Regions from separate parts of the Sus scrofa genome. Here region 2 is linked to region 1. A link is a contact called in public HiChIP or PLAC-seq data. All regions are on one chromosome and are shown on one strand. The core of a region is the stretch at or near the end of the contact, and the rest is flanking DNA. Distances in the headings are between cores, read along the strand shown. Region 1 overlaps CUX1 (protein CASP). Region 2 overlaps CUX1 (protein CASP).

What was found. HiChIP or PLAC-seq counts read pairs in DNA pulled down with a chosen protein or histone mark.
Region 2: a contact with region 1 is called in an H3K27ac HiChIP or PLAC-seq map of alveolar macrophages. The contact joins two enhancer-like sites. A contact is called at or near these places in 7 of 47 Hi-C or Micro-C datasets (blood, brain, embryonic fibroblasts and 4 more) and 2 of 2 datasets of contacts at active chromatin or transcription factors (alveolar macrophages and skeletal muscle).

What each region holds. Positions count from the first base shown.
Region 1 is chr3:9,322,411-9,329,949 of Sscrofa11.1, forward strand. The region is part of intron 1 of CUX1 (protein CASP); the gene reads left to right. Among named protein-coding and RNA genes, the nearest start is that of CUX1, 9.0 kb to the left of the region's middle. Within about 2 kb of position 2,886, at least 18 of the 83 cell types and tissues checked have an H3K27ac peak or open chromatin away from gene starts, as enhancers often do. A contact at or near this core is called in alveolar macrophages and skeletal muscle, where this site is marked.
Region 2 is chr3:9,387,957-9,395,469 of Sscrofa11.1, forward strand. CUX1 (protein CASP) reads left to right here. Exons shown (of 23, transcript XM_021086269.1): 2 at 4,953-5,063. Among named protein-coding and RNA genes, the nearest start is that of CUX1, 75 kb to the left of the region's middle. Within about 2 kb of position 1,830, at least 15 of the 83 cell types and tissues checked have an H3K27ac peak or open chromatin away from gene starts, as enhancers often do. A contact at or near this core is called in alveolar macrophages and skeletal muscle, where this site is marked.

The DNA of each region.
Region 1 (7,539 bases), core at 1,636-4,135:
GGGCGTTTTGGGGACTGGTCGCCTGTGTATGCTCAGCCACTCAAGAGCACCGTGCGTGTGTGGATCATGGATTAAGAAGGGAACTTTCATGGCACAATTAGATGCGATTTAATGTCTGTATTATATAACTAATATAGCAAAAAGTTATGAATTCATTTGAGGTTTCTGATTTCCTAAACATTTGTTGACATGAGGGTTGGGTACATTTTATTATACCCTGATCAAGATTTGGAATTCAGAAAAAACTACTCTCCCTAAGTTCATTGAGAGATATACCCTTAAATAGCACCCACATCAACCAACCAACCACCCAACCAACCAAACCATAAAAAACAGGTTAGGGGGACATTTCAATCAGACGTTAATGGTGGGGCCCTCTGAATGAGTGAGGTCATTTTTCCGCTTTTACTTCTCAAAGCCAGCTCATAGCCTCTGTATGTTGAAGAACCGTTTCGGTTGGTGTTGAGGTGCTGATTTGGATGGAGCTGTTGGTCCTGTCGGAGTTTTGGGTTTACTGAGCTGTAACGAGTCCTGCTTTTCAGCTGTGTTCTGAGCAAGTGGGTAGAAGAGAAGAAAACGGCCTTTGGCCGCCGGGAGGTGTTACTGCAGGGACGTCCATGGGGTTGGGGGGCTGTGGCATCACCCCCATTTGTACCATGGCTTGAAGCAGCCTCGGAGCACCTGGGCTCACGCACCTGGGCTGTGACTGGAAGAGTGTGTGACACAGTTCAACGTAATGAGGGGAGCAGCTCTTTCGGAGAGACGTCTCATTTGCTGCAAAACCCATCAAGACCCTTTCCTTTGACGAGTAAACAACTCTCTAATAAAAATAATTCTAATTCGTGCTGTAATTAAGTTCTGATAGGATGATGTCACCGTGCAAAATAAATGTTGTCAGTTTCTTCACTGGAATCTGAAGACGTTTCCTTAGCTCGGCCCCGGGGTGGGAAAGGGGGCGCCCTGGGCAGGTGGCAGACTCTTTGGGTTTGGTGGCGCCCTGGGCCGGGGGCCACCAGGGAGGTGCCCCAGATGCCATTAGCAGGATCCCTCCGCAGAGCCCTTCCCCTTCCCTGGCCTCGGGAACACCTCCCTCCGGACAGGTGCCTGGAAAAGAACGGGCTTGGGAGTGGGGGTTCCTCCCGGCACCGCAGAGCGCCTGGAAGAAGAGCCGGGTGGGAGATGCTCAGGAAGCCGACTGGGTTCTGCTTCCGTCCTTGAGGCCCTTGTGGAGGTGAGTTTGGAACCCGAGCTGCGCGATCTACGCCTTTTGTAAGACGCAGGAGGCCGTGGCGGGGGTCACTGGGTCTTGCCTGTGGCCCACTCAGTGAGTGGACGGTTGAAATCCTGGATCCTTCTGGCGGTGATTTATGAAGCTGATGTTGGAAGAAATTACCAGGGCTCTCGCTCTGAAGCTTGTTCTTTCGCAGCCTTACCCTGACTGTGCTGGCATGGGCCTGCTTTCTCAGAGACATCTTTCTCTCTGACTGTGTTTATCAAGTAAGTTGAAGCAGTTAACATTTTTTTTTTTTTTTTAAGTTATGCACAGTTGTGAGGTGTCCTGAGTTTGGTTAAGGGAAAAACAAATTGACAAATTAGCTCTTTCTTAAGTGAACATTGTGAAATTGTGAGAAATAGAATGCCATTCCTACTGTCATTAAAATTTTATTTGGGTGTTGACAGCTTTCTGCTCGTTGTAAGACGTTCAGATCCTGTCCACCCAGCTGTAAAAAGCCAAAAGCAAAACAAAAAACACCCAACTAGCTCAAAAGCTTCTATCCAGTTTCCCCCTAAAAGCAAGACAGTCTTTCTTAACATTGGGTCTTTTCCCCTCATAAATTGTTAATATTTTATTTTCTAACGTAGTTTTATGTTTTTAAGGCAAAAAGGAATATGAACTCATTTTATTTGTCTTGGTTCAGTTGTTATTTGGGACCTGCAAGCGCCTTTGGTTTATTGCCACCGTTCCCTTGGATTTTTAGGGGAGAAATGGCTGTTTAGATGAAAATAATTTGATTTAAAGCTAGTAAGTGACACCAAAGGTGCATCGCTGTCATCTCTTGAAGAGCCTGAAGCTGCAAACAGAAGCGAGGCCCTGGGGCTGTCGGCAAAGGAGGGGGCTGCTTCGGAGCTGCCCTCGGCCTGGGCACTGCCAGCCCTGGCGCCCGCTGCCACCCTGCTCGCCACTTCTTGTCCCTCCTCTGAGCTCCTGCCCTGCCAAGCCTGTCCTCTCCTTTGTTGTGAAAACGTTGTTTTTTTTTTTTTTTTTGAAGTATTTGTGGAAATCCATTATTTTGAGATTCTTGGAAGAGAGAGACTATGTAAATGAAAATTAAAAATAAAATTCTTGCTGGAGGGAATTGTACATTTAATTTTTTGATTAGGTTTGGAAAAGCCTTTTTCCCCTTAGCCTGAAAATAAGAATGTTCTGTTGCTCCTGTCACCGTTTTTGCTTCCTTCTGAAAGGTGTGGCAGATAATGGTGAAACGTGTTCTTTATTTTCTGTTTTTCTCCATGATAGTTGACCTAGAACTTGAACCCATGCAGCTCTGTGTACAGTGAATTATTTCTGTTTCACATTGTTCTGCTCTGCCCTCGCTGAGCGTGTAGATAGCAGCTGCCCGTAGAACACAAACCTTTTAAAGGAGAACAGATTTTGAGTCACCGACATGTAGAAATTTACAGCTAAAATTATAAGTAGCCCTGCAAATAAATTTCCATCTTCCCTTCCTGTTCCCGCAGCAGAGGTGTTGTAAGTCCTATGTTTTTGAAATAGAAAACTGTGAGAATAGACGCATTCATGTAGACCAGTGTAGAAACCTGACTTTGCTGGAATTGCTTCATTTCACTTGTACCTCGGTTCGTCGTTTACATAACACTGCACTGTCATATCCCTCAGCCAAGTAGGAGACAAGGTCAGGTTTGGTGTCAAGCTTTTCTGCTCCATAGGCGTGTGTGAGACCCAGAAGCCCGGCAGGAAGCCCAGGCTGCTGCCAAGGCACCCTGTGCAGGTCACCTGGTCCGCCAGGGACCCCGCGGTCGTGGGCAGGCACAGAGGACCAGGGAGGTGGCCAGGGCCTGGCCAGCACTCACCTTGGAGAGCAGCGTGATGCAGTCAAGCAGTCATCACCTGGAGCCGCCCATCCTGGGTCAGGGGAGCCAGAGGGGCTGCCCTGTCACCTCTGTTCCCCCACCCTTCCTCAGCCCTGGCCCCCCACCCTGCACTGAAGTGGGGTTGGAAGACGAAGGGTATTGCCAGTTACGGCTGAGTGTCACTGTCAGGAGAAGTCAGAAGTGGTTTGCGATGGTTGTACATTGCTCTGTGTTGGTGTGTAATTATGCTGTCACTTTAAAACACACTGATACTTTAATAAATCTTGTGTGTGTACGCATTTAGTTTTGGGGGCTGCTTGTTGTGTGTGAGAGCCAAATCTTTTGAACACACAAAAGCTGAGAGTGTAGCCTTTGCTTGTTTTGAAATTGTCTGCTTGAAGCAAGTCGCAATCCATTATAGATGTGGCTGCCAGATGAGTCTTCCCAAATCATTGATTTCGTCACGTCCTTCTCCTTAAACACCCACAGTGGCTCACGTTGGCACAGGATGGAGACCACGCTCCTTGGGCCAGCGGACCGAGTTCCCGATGGCTCTCTCCACCTCGCCTGAACCTTTTCCCCACTTAGTAGGGGCCTGGATTCACGCTCCCTGGGGAAGCTCCCTCTCCTCCCTCTGCTGTCTGAGTAGCCAGCTTAGCTTATGCATGCCCTCTTCATTTTCACCAATGCTGCCACTGCCGTGGGGATGTGGGTGGCAGAGCTGAGGTGCCCACCCCGGGGGAGCGGGCAGCCTGGGGTGGGCAGAGGTGGCCCGGGTGGCCAGGATGTGGCTGTGACAGCGGAGGGCCGTGGAGGAAGGGCGTCCAGATCAGGCTGGAGGGAAAGCTAGAGCTGAGTTCCATGCCCTTGGGGACGTGTGGGAGTGGACCTCCCAGCGGAATAGCGGCGGGGGGCGGGGGGGGGTGGCGGTGGCCGCTGAGACCTCTCCTTGAAGCCCTGGTTCCCTGCTTTTGCTGTTTCCGGTGGACCCCACAGGGCACCCACCTGGCTTCCCACTGTCCTTCGCAGGCAGGCTCCTGTCCTTCGCCTGACCTTGCCCTTCACCCTGCCCTCTGTGTGGCCCTCACCCCCGTTCTTGGTGCCCAGTGAGTCCTGCTGCATGAAAACCATGAGGGGCTTTTACAGGGGCAGGTCTGTGTCTTTCTGACTTAGGACTCCTTCAGCGAGTTAACTCAAGAGTGCACCCGGAATTCTTTTTAGGGTTGTAAGAGGTGGGTGGCTTATAATAGATTGGCTGTATTTTGAAAGCCCCTAATAGGTACATAGCGATATCACATGTACTTCTTTTTTTGTTCCCATTTATTAAGTCCTTCTTTGCAAAGTGACATATGCGTTGGTCAAAATACACATAATTGTATTTGTGGCACATACCACATAAAAAATTCTCATTTTTAAAAATAGCATTGGGCAGAACAATTCTTTGACAGAGATTTATTCTTTGACTCTGCTCACAGCCTGAATGGGAGGAAACGTCCCCATACGAACGGGGAAAGTTGTACCGATCGGAGACCCACTGATGCAAGCGAAAGTGAGCAGCGAGAAACGCCGAGGCTTGGGGGGCAGTACCGGAGAAACATCTCCTGAGGCCTCGGCCTCCAGAAGCTGCCCCGTGTGTCTGGGCAAAGGCCCCCGACCCGCCCTGCCTCGGAGCAGTGGCCTTCATAGCCTGCGTGCTTTCTCTGCTTCTTCATTTACAAAGAAAGTACCTAGGGTATTTTTGTAGAGGTGACGTCACTGTCTGGCTGCAGGAGCATTTGCATGGATTTGGGGAAGTGAGGGCTGCCAGGACTTAAAGGGGGAGGCGGGGGGCTGAGAAGAGCCACCATCTGGGGGGGGCATTCCGAGGGCTGATGGAGGGCAGGCCTGGCATCCACAGGGACCAGGACGGGGAAGAGGAGCCACCCGAGGTAGCGGAAGAGGAGGCGCTCCGTTTGCTGGGATGCATGGGATTGAGGGGGGCGGTGGGGATTCAGGGGCTGAGCCCTGGGGGAAAGGGCTGAAGCGTAGTGGAGAGGTTTGGTGTTGAAGTCGAGAAGATGGGCTGAAAGCCGGGCTTTGAAGCCTGTGGAGGACTTGTTTGTGCTTTGGCTGGTGTTTGAGAGTTAGGCATCATTTGCGGTGGGAAGGGCTAGAGAATTAATCTTAACTGGGGGACCCCTCCCCGCTTGTGTCTGAACTTCCCCTGTTCTGGAGCCGGGACTGTTGGGGTCCTTCAGTAAGTAGAAGGAGGGGCAGAGACGGAAAGCATCGCCGGTAGCATTGGCTTCCACATGTTGTAGCTGATTTTATGTCCACTGGTGACAAGACAGATGCTTTAAAAAATTCACACACACACACACACACACACACACAGCATCAGCTCTCATTTCCTGAGTACTGACCCTGGGCAGGCGCTGGTTTGGGCTGTTGCTCTCTTTCCTGTCATCCACACTGCAGCCCCGTGGAGGAGCCCCAACCGGCTGGTGTCCCCTCCACACTTTCCCTGCAACCCCTGCTGTCCCCGAGAGTGGCTCCCCCCATGAAGCGGTGCGGTGGTTGTGATGAGGCTGCAGGGGGATCGGAAGGGCCCTCCGTCCACAGGCCACCCAGAGTGAGCTTGGGGTGGGCGAGTCCTGTCGTTTGAACAGCTGGAGGGTGAATAAAGCCTGTGAGGTGCATGTGAAGGTACCTGGGTGACTGGTGGACAGACACCTTCTGGCTGAGGCCTCACTGGATCCAAGGAATTTTCTCGAGCCTCCCTGCCCTGAGACGTCCGTGTCGGCCCCCAGCCACAGGGCTCCAAAGAGCAGGGTTATTCAGCAGGTGGTGGATCCTCCCCGGGGGTGAGCACGCCCGATGGCAGGCGCCGCCCCATAGCTGGGGTGCAGCACGCAGGAACCCGGCCCTCCTGCTATCACCCGCCCTCCTCCTCGCCCCAGTTGTGCATCAAGCGCCTGTGTGGGGAGGGCTTTAGGGACATGGGAGGCAGGACAGAGGCCTGATGGTGGGGCCTGGGAGGGCGGGAAGGAGGGGGCCTTCTGCCGGGAGCGCGCCTGGGGAGCAGGAGTCTAACCGGCCTGGCGCTGGGGCTGGGCAGCTCTTCCCTGTGAGATGCTCCTATTTGCATTTAAGCTCGTGACACCCAGGACGAAATCCCCCCCGTCTCAGCCCCCGGGAGTCCAGGCGCTTTAGCCACTGTGGTGACACCACCCAAAGAGCACGGCTCCTCGGGGTTTTGTTGGCAGTTGCACGTGAAGACGGCGCCGGGCCGTGTTGAGGGAGGCTGGCTCTGTCAGCGTCTTCAGGTGGACATCTGTCCCCGAGAAGAAGCCTAGTCAGGTGACATCCCTTGTTCTCCTCAAGGAATTATCATGGAAAAGCTGAGTGTTTAGGCTCCTCCGGATTCGGATGGTTTTTTACATGCCGCATTTTTGGGTAATGTGGCCTGTTAGGGGATGAAATCATGCTTTTAGTGAGAACAGAGGCGCACTGGTCTGGGAACTAATGCAGCACGTTAGAGCGAGGTGGGTTGCTGTCTGTTTTCGGAACAACCCATCTTTTCTGTAGGCCTTTCATCCCCTCGTTTGTCAAGCGTGTCTCCGTGGTGCCTGACGTCCTGTTCTGGCCCCCGAGGTACCGAGAGGCGTGAGCGCCCGGCCCTGCTGGTCAGAACTTTGGGACACACGGGGCACCCGCCTGTTGGGCCGGGGTGTCTGGTGTGCGCGGAGGGAGGACAGGGGACTGGAGGGAGGGGTCTGGGACATCGTGCTCCCCGGACGTCCATCCCCTCCTGTGGGCTGGGCCCTGGCCTCGCAGCCCCCCAGGGACCAGAGCAGCAGGAGGTCCCTGCTCCCAAGGAACTTAGACCCTCGCAGGGGAGACGGTGAACGAACGTAGCAATGAGGACGTGACAGAATGTAAGCGCCACGGCCCGGGCCCAGACGGCCGCTGTGCAAAGGCCTGCGGAGTCCCGGCTGTGTTCTGGGGCCCCAGAGACACTGCCCTCTCAGTGTGAGATGGACAGTCCAGAGCCCAGGTTTGTGTTTGGGAGGATCCTTCCAGAAGCCCTATAGGGCACGCTGACCTGGTGTGAGGGATGGGGCCGGGGGTGGGGCGGGGGGGAGGCCTAGTCCAGTGAGAGATGGGCAGGGACTGGGCTTGGCGAGAAGATGCCAGACTGAGAGCTCGTGGGTGAGGGAGAAGGAGGTGCCTGGGCCCTGGGGTCGCAGAGATGGGCCGAGTGAGTGGCTTTTGGACAGGCCACTGGGAGAGAGGCATCAGCAGAGGAGACTGAGGCGAGGGGAGGGGTAGGGAGCAGCGCCAGCAGGGAGAGGTGGTCTCCGGGGTCCTGGAGACGCTGAGCATCCAGCAGGCCCGTGTCACATGGTGCCTGGTGCCGGCCCTTCCATCAGCGGCCTGTGCACAGGGCCGCCAGGCTGGGCCCCACTG
Region 2 (7,513 bases), core at 580-3,079, 64 kb after region 1:
CTGCCCTATCGCTCTTCTTTGCCTGCCTGGTTTCCCCAATTGGACTGTGGGCACCTGGAGGTCAGCGTCAACTTTCAATGCACCTGTGCGTGCCCAGAGACCCCCTGGCCTAGCGGGGGAGACTGGATGTGGAATGCATTCCGCCCTGAGGTCAAGTGCGTGGCTCTGATAGTACAGAAAACCTCCCCTCGAAAGCGTGCTCACTGTGCCTCCAAGTGGACATGCGTTGTCTTAGTTACCTCCAGGGGTTGGAGGGGGCATCATTTGACCAAAACCACACAGGTTACAGCAGGGGTGGAGCCTGGAATCCAAGCCAGGGTTCTCTAAGGCCACGGTCTGAAGCATCTTCAGATGTCCTGAGTAGGGTTCCGGGGGGGGGGAGGGTGACAGGAGACAGGGGGACTGCAGGCCTTCAGCCCTTTCTAGCCAGAGTGTCTTCCATTTGTCCTGTGATTCTGTTACCGGAACGAGACAGGACACCCTCCAAGGACGACTTTCTGCAGAGACTGGGCTGGCCTTTACCTTTTCACTCAAGTGCTCGCCATTTCCCCTAATACAGCCGCTTTAAATTCTTAGATGGGGGCATTCCTGTTGTGGTGCAGCGGTAACGAACCCGACGGGTATCCATGAGGACTCGGGTTCCATCCCTGGCCCCACTCAGTGGGTTAAGGATCTGGCGTTGCTGTGAGCTGTGGTGAGGTCAGAGACGTGGCTCGGATCCGGCATGGCTGTGGCTGTGGCTGTGGCTGTGGCTGGGGTGTAGGTTGGCGGCTGCAGCTCCAATTCACCCCCGAGCCTGGGGACTTCCATTTGCCTTGGGTGCGGCCCGAAAAAGACAAGATAAATAAATCTCATGTAGGATTTGCTGTTGATTCGTTGGCAGATAAGCCCTAAAGAACCATCACATGAACCAATTCTTTGGATTAAAGTTAGGGGCAGTAAAAAGACAATACTTTACCCCTCAGATGCCTGGTGGCCAGGGTGTCCTCCCTGCCAGCCTGGGGTGCTGGGGCAGAGGGGACCCGGGTGTGTCTGCCCAGAGTACTGGCAGGCCGGGCCTGAGGCCTCAAGGAGACAGAATCTTACCGAAGCCCTGGTTTAAAGCAAACAGCTGACATACTCAGTTGGGAGGTGAGCGCTTCCAAACTGGTCATTGACGTTGTTAGAGACGTGTTTTCTTTGGGAGAAATTTCACCCACAGTTTCTTTTAAATAGGCAGCTCTATGGTCGCTTTTTATTTTTGTGTGTGTTTAATAAGCCTTTAATACTTGGCTGAGAGGCGGGAGTTCGGGGAGAAAGAAACCTCCAGGGTTGGGAGCTTTGCCCCTGGAGGATCTGTCGGAAACGGAGGAATAAGATCCCAGAAATTTGAGGCAGTGAGGAGAACAAGATCGCAGCGTCCGCAGCGCTTGTGCACTTAGTTCCCCCGTTTCATGGGCTGGGGTGTCCGCAGCCAGAGGTCCTCCCCTGGACCTTGTCGCGTCCTGACTTTGAAAGAGGCCCCCACAGTTCCTGCGCCCAGGTGCCGTCCTTTCCCGATGCTTTGCCTGTACCGGCGCCGGCTTTTTCCGTCTCCTTGGAAACCCCGGGGTTCAGAGGCCGTGGGTTTGCTGCCACCGTGGCCAACTCGCCATCAGCTGGGACCCGGGGCCGCCAGGCAGGCCTCTCCGGCAGGGGGCCAGTTCTGAGCAGTGGGGGGCCGCCCTCCCCCGCCCTGCCCTCAGAAGGTTGGGGCTCGACTGAGTGGTGTTCTCGGTGACGGGCCACCTCTTCCTCGTTCACACAACCTGAGACTGGCCAGTGTGCAGTGTGTTGTGCAAGAAACAGCTGTTGTTTTGACAACGGATGTGCCTGCCTCACTTTTTGAATCACCAGCCTGAGTCAGGGGGTCATCTGTCCAGGCCTCTGTCCCCGGGCAGGTGGACGCGGAGACCGCGCACTCGTGTGGGATGTGAGATACATTTCTGTAACCAGGTGTATGTGCATTTTTCACATGAGCAGTGGGTATGTGTGTGTGTATATGTATAATTAATGTATATTGCAGCTCTTCCAATTAGGTAATTCATGCATGTGGCAAAAGAGCAGAAAGACCTATGCTGAGGGTCGAGGCCCTGCCTCCCAGCTCCTCCCAGAGCGGAGCTCGGCTACAAGTGTCCTCCGTATCTTTCTGGAGACAGCCCAAGCTTCCGCAAGCGTCGGTATAGATACTCTTTTAAACAGTGTAGCGTTGTTTTACACTCTGCTTTTTTCACTTACATATCTTAAAGATCATTCCAGCTCATGCAGTAGGACTGTACTTTTTTTTTTTTTTTTTTGACTATTGCAAAATAGTTCTTGAATGGATGTGCCCATATGTTATTGCTGGACTTTCAGGTCATTCTAGGGTTTGGTTTTGTTTTGGGGTTTTTTGGGGGGTGCGTGCGTGAGAGAGTTTTTAATGCCTTCCAAATGCAGGGATGCTTCACGCTCCTTTGTGTGTGTGACCACTGGGGGCCTCTGAGTTTTAGGCCCCCACTGCCCCCTCCCCTGGAACGTTAAATTCCCTTTTAACGTGTCGTAATGACATGTGGCACTTGGAGGATTGGCAGGCTGGATAGATAAGAAAACAGTGTTTGGCTTTTGTTTCAGAGCCGTCTCCTCCCTTCGCGTTGTCCCCGGAGCCCTAGACGGCGTCCTCCAGGGGATTGGGTGGCGTTTGTTTAGTGGACTCTCCGTTGAAGACTGAGTCTTGTTCTGAGCAGCCAGACCCAGGGCAGTGGAGGCTCAGACTCTCATCCTCGTTGTGCCAGTCTGTTTCCGTGGTGGCCGCGGTGGTTCCTCCTGCAGGCCTGTCTGCCGTGTCGGCACGGGTAGGGAACTGCCGGCAGCGGGTCACCTCGGGCACCCTGGCCCTGCGGCCCAGCGATGGAGGTGGGTTTGCTCACCTTCCATCAAGTGACCTGTGCCCCCGCCATTGGCCTTCCAGACTGATCTGCCCACAGAGCGCCCCCCGCCCCCGCCGGGCCGGGCTGGGACCTTCAGAGCGAGAAGAGCACACGGGGACCCGAGGGTCCCAGAGGGACCCACAGACTCCATGCTCTTGGGCTTCTCCTGTAGTGCTCCCCCACGGTCCCCAAGCTCTTCCAGTTAGATGGGAAGGCGGGGTGGCAGTGGGGACCCCATCGTCTCCCCTGTGCCCCCAGCATCTAGCCCCTGGCGGCAGAAGTCACCAGATGCCGTCTGATTAGGTGACACCCCCTCCCAGGAAGTAGGGCCCTTGTGGGAAGCTCTTTGTTTTTCTCCAAGTTTTCTGCATCTGTGTGTGATTGGAACCAAACATCAACTTGACTTTTTTTGTCATATTTCAATATTGGCTTTTTTCCCCCTTTCTTGAAGGCTCCTTTTATAACTTGTGCTGCTGCTGCTTAAATATAGATGTCTAAGTCCTCCTCCTTACCAGATTGTTTATATTTTTGAGAAGCCTTCTGCGAATCTCGACTGCTCTCTCCTCCGTCTTCGTCCCCACGCTGCCGCATTGGGTTCGGTTGCTCTTTTTTCCCTGCCTTCGCTGGCGGGCGTGTGTTTCAAATGTGGTCTGTCCAAATGTGCAGTGTCTCCCTCTTTTCTGCAGTAGCTTCGACATCTGTTCTTGGATCCCAGCCCACGGTGCTCTTTTGGACCTGCTTGCCCGAGATTTGCGGTACCGCCAGAAGCCCGCGTGGTGTGGCGGGATCGCCCCCACCCCCGGTTCCTTGCCGACCGCCCCCCCCGCGCCCCCCCCCCGCCGCCCCCTTCAAAACGGTCTGCTGTTTCCAAGTCGACAGCACCCCGGATGTTTGCTCCAGCACCCTGCCATCCCGGCTGGCAGCGGCCCCCCGCCCCAGTCGGGGCACCAATGATGGGATCTCCAGCAGGGCTTGCAGCCGCCTTCGCTCACTTCCGGCAGCAAGGAAGCCGGGGTGGACGGAGGCGGCTGGAAAAAGACACACAGCTTCCGTGGAGGTCTGTGGCTGGATCTTCAGCTTGGCTTTTCCTCGCCTTGCCTGGCTCTGCTGGGCCTCGGTCCCCACCATCGACAAGCCACTTGGAGCACCTGCTTGAATCCTCAGCGAAACATGCCAGTGTGTGTCTTTAGTGGCTGAAGCCACCCTCTCGGTGGCTTCGGGAACGTGTCCTTGTGCTCCTGCTGTCCGCCTGGGACACCATCCTGGGCCCATCTGCCGCAGGCTTGTTCCAAACAGATCCTCTTGGCAGCTCCTCCCAGAGTTTCCGAGGCCAGGACACAGGTCCTCTGATGCTCTGAGTGTCGGTTTGTTGTGTGTGACAGAGGTCTTCTGACGGGGGCCACTCCCAGTGGGCCACAGAACGGGCTGGAGGGTAACGCTCCTTCCAGGTACCCTCCCCAAGTTGGCAAGACCCCGGGAACTGCTCTACTTGGGACTTGCCTCTTAAGGTCCCTCTTAACCTGAGCATGATGTCCGGCCTATAGTAAGCCCACCGTAACCATTTCTTGACCAAAACCACATCAGATGTGACTGCAGAAGATTCCAGGCCCAGCCTGTGGAAGGAGAGTCAGACAGGATGCCCCACGTGCAGCCAGGAGGAGAGTGGCGGGCCTGAGCCCGGAGACTGGCAGGAAAGACACTTGTTAAGAGCAGAGACTCCGGGAGGGCTGGCATTTGGGCACCGGCCTGACTCTGGCTTCAACAAAGAAAAATGCACCTGCGTGTCATTGTATCGTAGAAGCAGTTGCTCGTGAGGTGCGTGTTGGTAGACGTCGCATCAGGCTGAGTGGCCTTGGTTTATCTCGAGTCAGTCACGCACGGGGATGGGCGGGAGCTTGGTTTTTGTGCCCGGGTCCCTTTCCATCAAGCCACCAGCCCTTCCCCATGTGCTGACCTAATGCAAGTGGGCTCTTCTCCCATATCAAGTGCAATTACAATCTTGTCTTCCCTTTCTGTTTCTCTCGACAGAGGGAACTCGATGCCACCGCAACAGTATTGGCGAACCGGCAAGATGAAAGCGAGCAGTCCAGAAAGCGGCTCATTGAGCAGAGCCGCGAGTTCAAGAAGAACACTCCAGAGGTGAGGCGGCGTTTCTGTCCCGGTCTCCGAAGGGGCGGGCAGGAGCGGGGCGTGTCTTACTGCCCAGGGCACGTTCAGAAGACGTGTCACAGGCATCTCACTCCCAGCAGACCCGCGAGCTGCCACTTCCTTCCGGCCGGCCCCGTTGTTCTGGCCGGTGGGTGGCGTGCCTCTGGGCGGGCTGGGGTCGGGATGGAAGCCCGAGCGAATTCCAGGCGCCGGTGCTGAGAAAGCTGGGTGTGCCAGGTCAGACCCCCAGCCCATCTGCACCCACATGCCCACGTCTGCGGGCCGGCCACCCTGGCTCCTTAGGGGACGTGGGTCCGACAAGGTGGCAGGCCCCCTTCCTGGCGCTGGGGTGGGTGGGGCATCTGAACACTGAACTCATCCAGGGAGACAACACGCCTGCGCTTCTTGCACCACAGACATTTCGTCGGGTAGGGCCTCGTACCCGCCTCTGGGTTTCCTGAAATGTGCTTTAAAGGGCATTGTGATGTGCTCTTCATGTGCTTCTAATTTGGGGGGAAAGGACGTGTTCAGAGACAGTGTCTAGAGTGGTTGGACAGCCTTTTCCTGCTTTGCTTTCTCAGCCCCCCGCCCTGGTCCCTCAGTCCCTATCAGAGGCTTCAGCAGACATCAGAAGAAAGGGGAGTTTGTTACAGACAGTTGCGCAGACGCGGGGATTGCCTTCCAGAGCTTCTGTCCGCTGGACCCCTGGGGGGTCCTCGTGTCCTGGGCTCCCACCCGGCCTTCTGCACCCTCCACTCAGTGTGAAGGCTTTGCCGGTGCTCAGAGGCTCCTAGGCCTCCAGACTCTTCCATAGAGCACAAAGGAACAGGCCTGGGGGAGAAGCTGCTTTCCGGGAAGGCTGCCTCTTTTATAATAGTCCTGAAAAATGACGTGTGAATTGAATTTTTAAAAGTGGGCTCATTTTAAGTGTTTCAGAGGAGCTTGCTATTTAAGGGAGTGTTATCGTGAATCATTTGGGGAAACAAGTCATTAACCCTCTGTTTTCAGAATAAATATTTCAAGGGGAACCACGCAGTCGTCCAGCAGAAAGAAAGAAGGCCCTAGGAGCAGACCCACCTGAGGGTTTAAAGCAATTTCAGCCCCACTGCGTCTTACCCTCTGGGCACCCCATCCTGCCCAGTGGATCTTCCATGTTTTATCAGATCAGACACGCAGGCTGGAGGAATCCAGGCCTGGGGCGTGCCGCCCTCCGTGCTGCTGGCGGGGAAGCTGCGTGTCTGCACGTCCCGCCTCGGCTCCAGCAAAGGCAGGAGCAGCCAAGTCTCAGGGCGGCTTCCTCCTCCTGGGCTGCTCAGGGCAGACCTTCCCGGAGGGCCCGCTCCTGCAGGAACTGGCCACCGGCCCCCACAGCTTACATTGACCCCCATGCCGGTTATTCGAAGATGCCCAGCCTCAGACGAGGGGTTTTTATCTCCTAATCCCAGGAAATCAAAGAGGCTTGCGGAGGGGCTGCCTGGTGGGGAAATGCCGTTTGGGGCATTTCTTTTCAGGACACATTTTTAGATGTCGTCTTCCACGGAGAAGGGGGCGCAGAACCCCGCCTGGCAGGGACAGACATTGCTGTCCTGCTGGCTCCCGACTGTGCCAGCTGGTCAAAGCTGCTGCCCCTCGGGCCCCTCCCCCTTGGAAGGCGTTTCCAGGATGCGAGGAAGGGTGAGGCCGCATGCTGGCCCCTGCACGCGAGGCCCCCCTGGCGTTTCCTCATCCCAGGTCCAGCCTTGAAATCTGTGTGGGGGTCCCCGCAGGAACCCTGAGGCAAGGCCCCGTAGAGAAGACGGCTGTGCCACCAGCCAACCAGGAACTCCTGTAAATTTTGAAACCACTTAAGTCCAGGGCAGCGGTGGGGACAGGTAGCTGTAGCCAAGGTCCCTTAGGGTCACAGAAGGGGCTGCATAGGGGTCCTCTGGTGGGAAGGGTCTGGTGGCATGTCGGGGGCGGGGGTGCTCTCATGAGTGCAGGGTCTGGGACCCAGAGCAGTCAGATGGTCACTTTGTCTGGGGCTTTGGTCCGGAGGAGCCTGACCTGTCTCTGCCGTTGGTCATTTCTTCTGATTAGTCAACAGCTGAGGACGACTAACACTGTAGGGGGGACACTTCTAGAGCCTGGCCGTGTGAAAATGAAGGTTGCTTAGAACTTTGTTCTCAGGGGGTTAAAAACCAAAAATGTTGGCTTATTGGCAGGGAAGGCATCTCTGGGCGTGTTCACAGACAGGGGTCCTCACAACGGGCTGGGCGAGGACCAGGCCGGCGGGGCCGAGCCGGGGCCGGGGGTCTTTCTGGCATCTCCAGTGCATTGATTCTTGCGAGCCCCGCTGTCTCTGTTCTGGGAGAAAAGACAGTAGCCTCCCAGTGTCTGCTGAATATCTAGTAGCTCCAATAGGCAGGATGGCCTCATCCAAGGGGAAGTCAGAGGTGAGTGAG